2 separate regions of the Mus musculus genome follow, and region 2 is linked to region 1. The links are chromatin contacts, called in public Hi-C maps. All regions are on one chromosome and are shown on one strand. Each heading gives the region's core, a stretch centred on a gene start, on an enhancer-like site or on the middle of the called end of the contact. The rest is flanking DNA. Distances are from core to core; before and after follow the strand shown. Region 1 overlaps Dclk2 (doublecortin-like kinase 2). Region 2 overlaps Dclk2 (doublecortin-like kinase 2).

The links. Hi-C and Micro-C count contacts between places; a contact is called where the count stands out from the background.
Region 2: a Hi-C map of the C10 cell line shows a contact between it and region 1, with 2.1 times the contacts expected there. The contact joins two enhancer-like sites. A contact is called at or near these places in 3 of 39 promoter capture datasets (the 3T3-L1 cell line, hematopoietic stem and progenitor cells and maxillary cranial neural crest), 1 of 15 datasets of contacts at CTCF or cohesin (large pre-B cells), 6 of 484 Hi-C or Micro-C datasets (the C10 cell line, embryonic stem cells, induced pluripotent stem cells and 2 more) and 1 of 115 datasets of contacts at active chromatin or transcription factors (embryonic stem cells).

The regions. Positions count from the first base shown.
Region 1 is chr3:86,817,102-86,820,761 of GRCm38.p6, forward strand. All of the region lies in intron 5 of Dclk2 (doublecortin-like kinase 2), which reads right to left. Among named protein-coding and RNA genes, the nearest start is that of Gm46810, 12 kb to the right of the region's middle. Within about 2 kb of position 1,295, at least 20 of the 459 cell types and tissues checked have an H3K27ac peak or open chromatin away from gene starts, as enhancers often do.
Region 2 is chr3:86,892,699-86,896,386 of GRCm38.p6, forward strand. The region is part of intron 2 of Dclk2 (doublecortin-like kinase 2); the gene reads right to left. Among named protein-coding and RNA genes, the nearest start is that of Dclk2, 26 kb to the right of the region's middle. Within about 2 kb of position 1,978, at least 35 of the 459 cell types and tissues checked have an H3K27ac peak or open chromatin away from gene starts, as enhancers often do.

The DNA of each region.
Region 1 (3,660 bases), core at 45-2,544:
AAACTCAAGGGATCAAAAAATGCCTGTGGGTCTTTCTTACCAACAACATCAGCCCCAATCTTCAGCCAGGCATCCAGGCCATGGTGTGTCTCCACCTCATAGCCAGTGTATTTCTCATCACTTTTTCTTGTGAGTTTTATACGTACATCACTCAGACCAATTTCTGTACTTGTTATTGACTTAAACTCCCTCAGTCTAAATTTCTTCTCTGAAAAGGCAAAGCAGCTTGAAATCTTGAGATCCGACATTAGTTCAACCCTGTTAGACAACTGAGCAATCTGGCTGGCTCCCGTGACCACTAACCAACCTCCGTCATTACTCCTTTCCCTCCAGGTGCCTAGCACGGAGCTCACAATTTCTGAATGTGTTAAATCTTTCACTGCGAGTTAATTCCTCTTCTAATACACTCCTTCATCGAAAAATTGCCAAAGAAATGAGAGATCCAATGTAAGCTAATATCAGTCCCGTTCTTTGTGATAGCATTCTTGCTGTGTGGCCCAAGTTCATCTTGAACGCATGAGCACCACCCACCCCCACCAAGACTCCTGAATGCTGGGATTACAAATTTGTACCACCATTCCTAGCAGCCTAACTATTAAAGGACTAAACAATGAGAAGAATGAAATTTTCCTGCAAAGTTAAGTCTCAAAGATTAATAAAAGGAGCCCTGGTGATTACTCCCAGGACTCTGAACAAACAGACCAGGGGGCTAAGTCACCAAATTCTAGTAACAATGGCTGGACTCTGTTCACAGATCTAAATCTCATTGCCTAGAAGGAGACAGCCTCTAACTGGCTGGGTCAGACGTGGTACATTCTCTGCCTCCAGCACCCAGAACTCCTAACATCCAGAGATGTTAGGACCAGTCTTGGTCCTGTGGCCCACTTTCTACTTGGCCAGCTTTCCTGAAGCAGTTAACATTGTTCTAAGCCCCTCTCTTGGTCTGGATGTCCTGACTGACTCCAGGGCTCTCTAAGAAGCTCCCTACGGAGCAAGCGCAATGGCTGGAACAGGCCCATTTACCTACATGGCACCTGCAAGCACTTCAGAGTGTTTACCCACCGAGTTCCTGTGGACCCTTCTAAACTCCCCCAGTGTTTATTCTGAGTAAAGCCCCTTTCTTCCCGATCCCCACTCCTTGTGCAGCCGAATAATTATAAACCCGCTTTGTACTGGGATTCCAGGGGGACAAAAGGCATGGAAAGAAATCAGGAAAAGACCAGGTGTTGGACGCCGGCTCTCTAATAAAAAAGTGCCAAATTGGGGAAGCCATGAGTGTAGAAGGCGGAACACCCTGTGGAGGGTGAGGGCACAGAGCCAGGTTAGGTCCATGTGCGTCCAACAGACGCTTCAGTGATCAGCAGGAGCTGCGGCTTTTTAAGCAAATAACGACAGAACCCATTTTTCAACTCTCAAATTGACTTTTTTTTTTAAGTGCCAAAGCTTTTCAAAAATCCCTGCATTGACTTAACAGGAGTGACATATCCAATATATTCCTCTACTTGAAAATAAGGCTTTCACTTTTAAAAAGCATGGAAAATACTACTAGAGGGGATAATTTTTCTGTATCACAGATGAACTGAGGCCAAGACATAATGAGGAATAAACATAATAACATAAATCTCCCTCTCTTTCCTCACTGTGTAGTCAAAGCCACAGCGACCACTGGTGCTGTTTAAAAGGAAGGGAAACATACAAAGGCGAAGAAGAGACACGCTGGTAGTTCTGTGAGACACCTGAGAACAGTTAGGACACTCCTCAAAGCCTGCCCATTCCAGGTCAGAGCCCAAGGCCTGAAGTAAATGCTGAAAGGCAGAAGAGGGGGGTCACATTGCCCTAGATTACCCAAGGCTATACCTTTTAATCTCCCAGTTTATGATCTTATTCACTTGACTTCCCTACCATGAAGCTTGGCTCTCCAGGGCCATGAAAAGCTGGCTTTTCATCATGTTCCCCAGAGAGACTGCTGGTGGACAGGAAACACTACTGTTAAATAGAAGGCATAATATTCCCTGTGGCCTGTAGACATGCAGACCAAGAGTGGTAACGCATGGGGAGCCACAGTGACGATAGTATTCTGTTACTTCCTTTGCAGATATTCTGGGCATCATCCCACTGGCAAGAGAATTACCCACTTACTCACATCCTTTTACATTTGTAGCTGGTTAATGGTGATGAATGGAATCCACTGTGTATGTAAATAGGACACAAGCCAGTGGCTACCTTGCAGGCTTTGTGGATTTGCTGACAGAGCCCCTCCAATCCTTAGTACCACATCTCTGTAGGAGGAATGAGTCAGCAGACCCTGACTAGGGGCCCATAATGGTCCTAGCATGTTCAACAGCTCCATCTACATTTTACAACCTTAAGATCTAGCACATGGAGTCAAATGATGACAGAGCACATGACCTGGACAGCCAATCAGATGGTGCCAGCAACAAGGGGGAGCCGTCATGGACCAATGGGGCAGGGGTGGAGTGTATAAAGACACTCCCCAATCCTGCAATAAACCAGTCTGCTTCTGCTTCACACCTGACTCCCGAGGTCCATGTCGTTGAATCCGTGCCTTCTAACTCCTCCGTACCCCAAGGACTATCCCAAGGGGCTACGGGCAAGGGCAACACACCTCCATAGACTAGTTGGTGGTCAAAATCAGTTAGAACCTCATCACATATGTGAGTGGTCCCTTCAGGTAAGGTTACTGATCTGAGCAAGAGATGGGCAGTATCATAAAGCCTCTTGTCTAAAATGTCTAAATGCTGGGAGCTTCACTACCTCTAGGACCCAAGGTGTCATGGCTGGCTACTGCAGTCATACCCTACCACCACGAAGACCTTCTAGTGTCCAGCGCTCACAAACAGGAGGCATCGAACACGAACGCATGTTCTTACAGTTGCTCTGACTTTATAGACACTGACTTGCACAACGATCACTGCCTCCAATCTACCCTAATGTGCTGCAGCCCAGATGAGGGCTGAACTATATCCCCAAACTCATCAAACCAACCGAGAAACCACCATGAACAAACAGAATCTGGTATTCAATATCATGATTTATTTTGCTAGGGCACCGAAGTCTTCAAAACTACTTAATCTGCCTCTTTGTTTCTGTTTCTGTCTAACAAAATCAATTACGTTCAAAGATGAAGTCACCACACAGTGTTTCTGGGGGAAATGAAAAGAACCTCAGAGTGGCCAGCTCCCTGGTTCTGAAAATTATTAACTTAGTTTTAAATTCGCCAGAAAAGCCAGAGCTCCAGGGAGACGCAAAAATGTCTAAGGTCAGCGGCTACTGTGGATTTACATCCCACAGCTTTGAAAAGAAGGTTCCAGGTTCAGGAGGTCAGAGAGTTACGGTTTAGCTCTGCCAATCAGGTAAGACACAAAAGCGCTTCAGCACACCTCACAAATCTGGGAAAGCTTTCACCACCAGCAGACCCAGGAGACTCTGTGAGATAAAACAAACGTCAGCACACCAGACAGTTTACAATCTCAAGATGCTGGTGACATTCCATTTGGACTTTGTTCTTCTTCGCCCTTTCAACCAACAAGAATGCTGGCTTTGGAGAGCTCCCGGGCATGGACCCGGGCAGAACTCGGGCATCCCAAACTGTGTGCCCTGAGTCTGAAGCCCTCGGTTACAGCTGCCTTAGAAGCCTTC
Region 2 (3,688 bases), core at 728-3,227, 76 kb after region 1:
TTTGTGTGCCATGAGTCTAACTATGAACCTAACTAACAAGTTTCCTTACCTAATGAAGAAGTAAAAACCACTCAGGCCTGGTGAATGTTAAGCAAGTACTCTACCATGAAGCCAAACACGCATTCTATCCTCATATAGCTTTAAATATGTCAAAGAGGCACACCATCCAACTTAAAAATCTGGTCAAGTATGGCGGCACACACACAATCCTAGCATTTGTATGTCTATGGCAGGAGGTTCATGGGTTCAAGGCCAGCTTGTGTACATAGACAGAATGTGTTTCAAAAAAAATGTTGCTTACATAAGAGACATTTTGAACCACAAAATAAGTGACAGTAAAGGAATTAAACCTACAGACTAAAGACTCCTAACAAGAAAGAGGAAAGCTGGGCTGGTGAGATGGCTCAGTGGGTAAGAGCACCCGACTGCTCTTCCGAAGGTCCAGAGTTCAAATCCCAGCAACCACATGATGGCTCACAACCATCCGTAACGAGATCTGACTCCCTCTTCTGGAGTGTCTGAAGACAGCTACAATGTACTTCCATATAATAAATAAATAAATCTTAAAAAAAAAAAAAGAAAGAGGAAAGCTTTCCTCAGGAACAGAATTCTGCTACTGACCCCTGAAAGGACAGTGGGATCAGAAAAGCTATTCAGCAAATATTATAATAGTAGTTGCTGGAGTCAATGATAATCAGCAGGCACTAACATTAATAGATCAAAATGTGAAAAACAAAAATATGTGCACATTCTTCTTCTTTTATTTATTTATTTAAAGATTTTATTTAAGTATATGAGTGCACCGTCATGTCTTCAGAGACACCAGAAGAGGGCATCATAACCCATTACAGATGGTTGTGAGCCACCATGTGGTTGGTAGGAATTGAACTCAGGACCTCTGGAAGAGCAGCCAGTGCTCTTAACCGCTGAGCCCTCTCTCCAGCCTATATGTGCACATTCTTAAGAAATATCCCTACAACTTATTAATTTATGCTTAAAATGTCAAAATTTATAGTGAAAAGCAACCTGCAATCAAGCGGCCAACCAGTAATGAGATTTATCCAGTGTGTCTGACTAAAGGCACTCAGAGGACGCAGCATGACTTCTGTAGTATTCTTACCAAAAACACAACCAAGATATCACTGTGAGAAAATACCACAAAGTTCTAAATCAAGAGGAACTATGCAAGATAACTAGCCAGAGCTCTCCCAAGCAACAAGACCACAAAAAGCCAAGGATGTGTCACTGTCAGAGGTGGAAAGGGTGACCATGAGCAAATGCATATGTGCTTCTGGATCAAGTGTGAGATGGGCAAGACACTGAGGAGGCACACTTGCCTGTGTAAGGTCTACACATGAACTAATGGTGTGTCTGTCAACCACACTTAGACAACTGCCTGTGTTCAAGAAGCGATAACGTTAGAGGAAGCAGGATGGAGATGATACAGAAAGCCTGGAGAGATGGCTCAGCAGTGAAGAGCACTGGCTGCTCTTTCAGAGGACCAGGGCTCAATTCTCAGCATCCACAAGGTAGCTCACACCTATCTAACTCCAGTTCCAGGAAATGCAACGCCCTCTTCTTGCTTTCTTGGCACCAGGCACCAGGCACCAGGCACCAGGCACCAGGCACCAGGCACCAGGCACCAGGCACCAGGCACAGTGCACAGACATATATAGGCAGACAAAACCCTCATGTATACAAATAATTTAAAATTTATTTTTTAAAAAAGTATATGGAATCATTATACAATTTTAAGACTAATTTCAAAGTTAAAAGTTAAGACATAAAAAATGTAGAGGCCTAAAATGAAGAAAGATCAAATACACATATTCCATAACCTGAACTACTCCCTGCAAACTAAACCTACTTTAAATGCTACAACTCCACTGTGTGGAATGACTGTAAGGAGCACTCTACTGCCTCTGTGAAGAACTTGTGGTAACTCCATGAAGAACTTCCTCTTCTGCCCAGCTTGCATCACTGTGGCCAAATATAGACTTGCTTGTCCTACACGTAATTGGCTTTTACGGCTATCTGTTCTGCTACAATGACAGTGCCTCAAAAGCAGAGAACTTCTCTTGCACCTGTTCCTCAAGCAACTAAGACAATGCCTAACAATAAAAAACAAAACCTCAATGACTGAACAAATTAATTCTACCTTAGCCCAAAAACATGTCACAAACTTAATAAAAATCCCTTCTTAGAAAGACAACTGGCCAGTTTCAAATAAAGTTTGAAGGTGAGTTGGCTCTTTGTGAGTCCACTCTCATAATTCAGTTCTGGTGAGGAGACTACCCAGGATTCTGGTGATACTGAATGTAATTTATTACATAAACATAATAAGAAAACTTACCAGAAAGTCATCCACAATCCTAGGACCAGAACATACTGTTTTGGCATTTATTATTTATTGCATTTGTCTACATATATAACAAAGTTTAGATAGTTATAAATGTAGGGTAGATCCCAATGTTGAAGTCTGCTCTCCCTTTATGAGATTCATAATAGTAAGTACATCCTCAGAATTTTTATATTCTACACGACAGTCACTGAACACCCTTCATGGGGTCTGTCTTAGTTACTGTTCTAGTGCTGAGAAGACATCATGACCAAGGCAACTAATAACAAGCATTTAACTTGAGGACTCACAGCACCAGAGGGTTAGAATCCACGACCGTCTTGGTGGGGGTCACGGCAGCAGACACAGAGCGTGGCACTGGAGCAGTAGTTGAGAGCTTAGATGTTGAGATAACACGAGGCAGAGAGAGGCCTAGCTGGGAATGTGGGTTTCAGAACCCCAAAGCCCACCCCTAGAACACACCTCCTCCCAAAGCCACACCTCCTACCTTCCCAAATAGTTCCACCAAATGGGGACCAAGTATTCAAATGTATGAATATATGGGGGTCATTTATATTCAAACTGCCACAGGGTCAAGCTTCATTTTCTGAGAGTTACCATAAATTTTGGAAATGTTGGTAAGTTATTCAGGACAAAGTAAATAAACTGTGCTATAAGGCAGAGTCTGGAAAAGAATTAGGAATGCTTATAACGTGGTAAAAGACATCATCCTTTGAATATCAGAAACTAGCTTTGAAAGCAAAGAAGTCTGGAGCTACACTGCTATATCAAAGATGGTCACCTCAAGTCCAAGTCACAAAGCTCTTTGGGGGCTGGAAAGATAACCCAGCAGGTAAAACCCTTGCCACACAGGAAGGAAGCTTAGAACCTGGGTGCCCAGAAGCCACACAAAAAAGTCAAGTAGTTACAGTGGCCTGTCTGCAATCCCAGGAAGCAGTCAGGGAGGGAGTCTCTGGGGGCAAAGCTGGCCAGCCACACCAGCCAAAAGGCAAGAACCAGGTTCAGTGACCCTCCCCCACCTCAGTCCTTAATGTGGAGAGCAACTAAGGAAGACGCCCAACACGAACCCCAGGCCTCCACACATATGAATGCCTGTGACCACATACATGTGAACATTCATAACCATATTTACACCCCACCCCTCCACACACACTCCTAAAGTTTTTCTTTTAATATGTTTTGTAACACTCTTCAGGGAAGGGTATGACCACACACCAACTGCAGGATGATCTTGAAAAATAAGCATGGGTTAAAAGCCTGGCACTCAAGATCAGCATCTTATTAACTTCACTATCATTAACATTTTTTAATGGATGGCACTTCTCACAA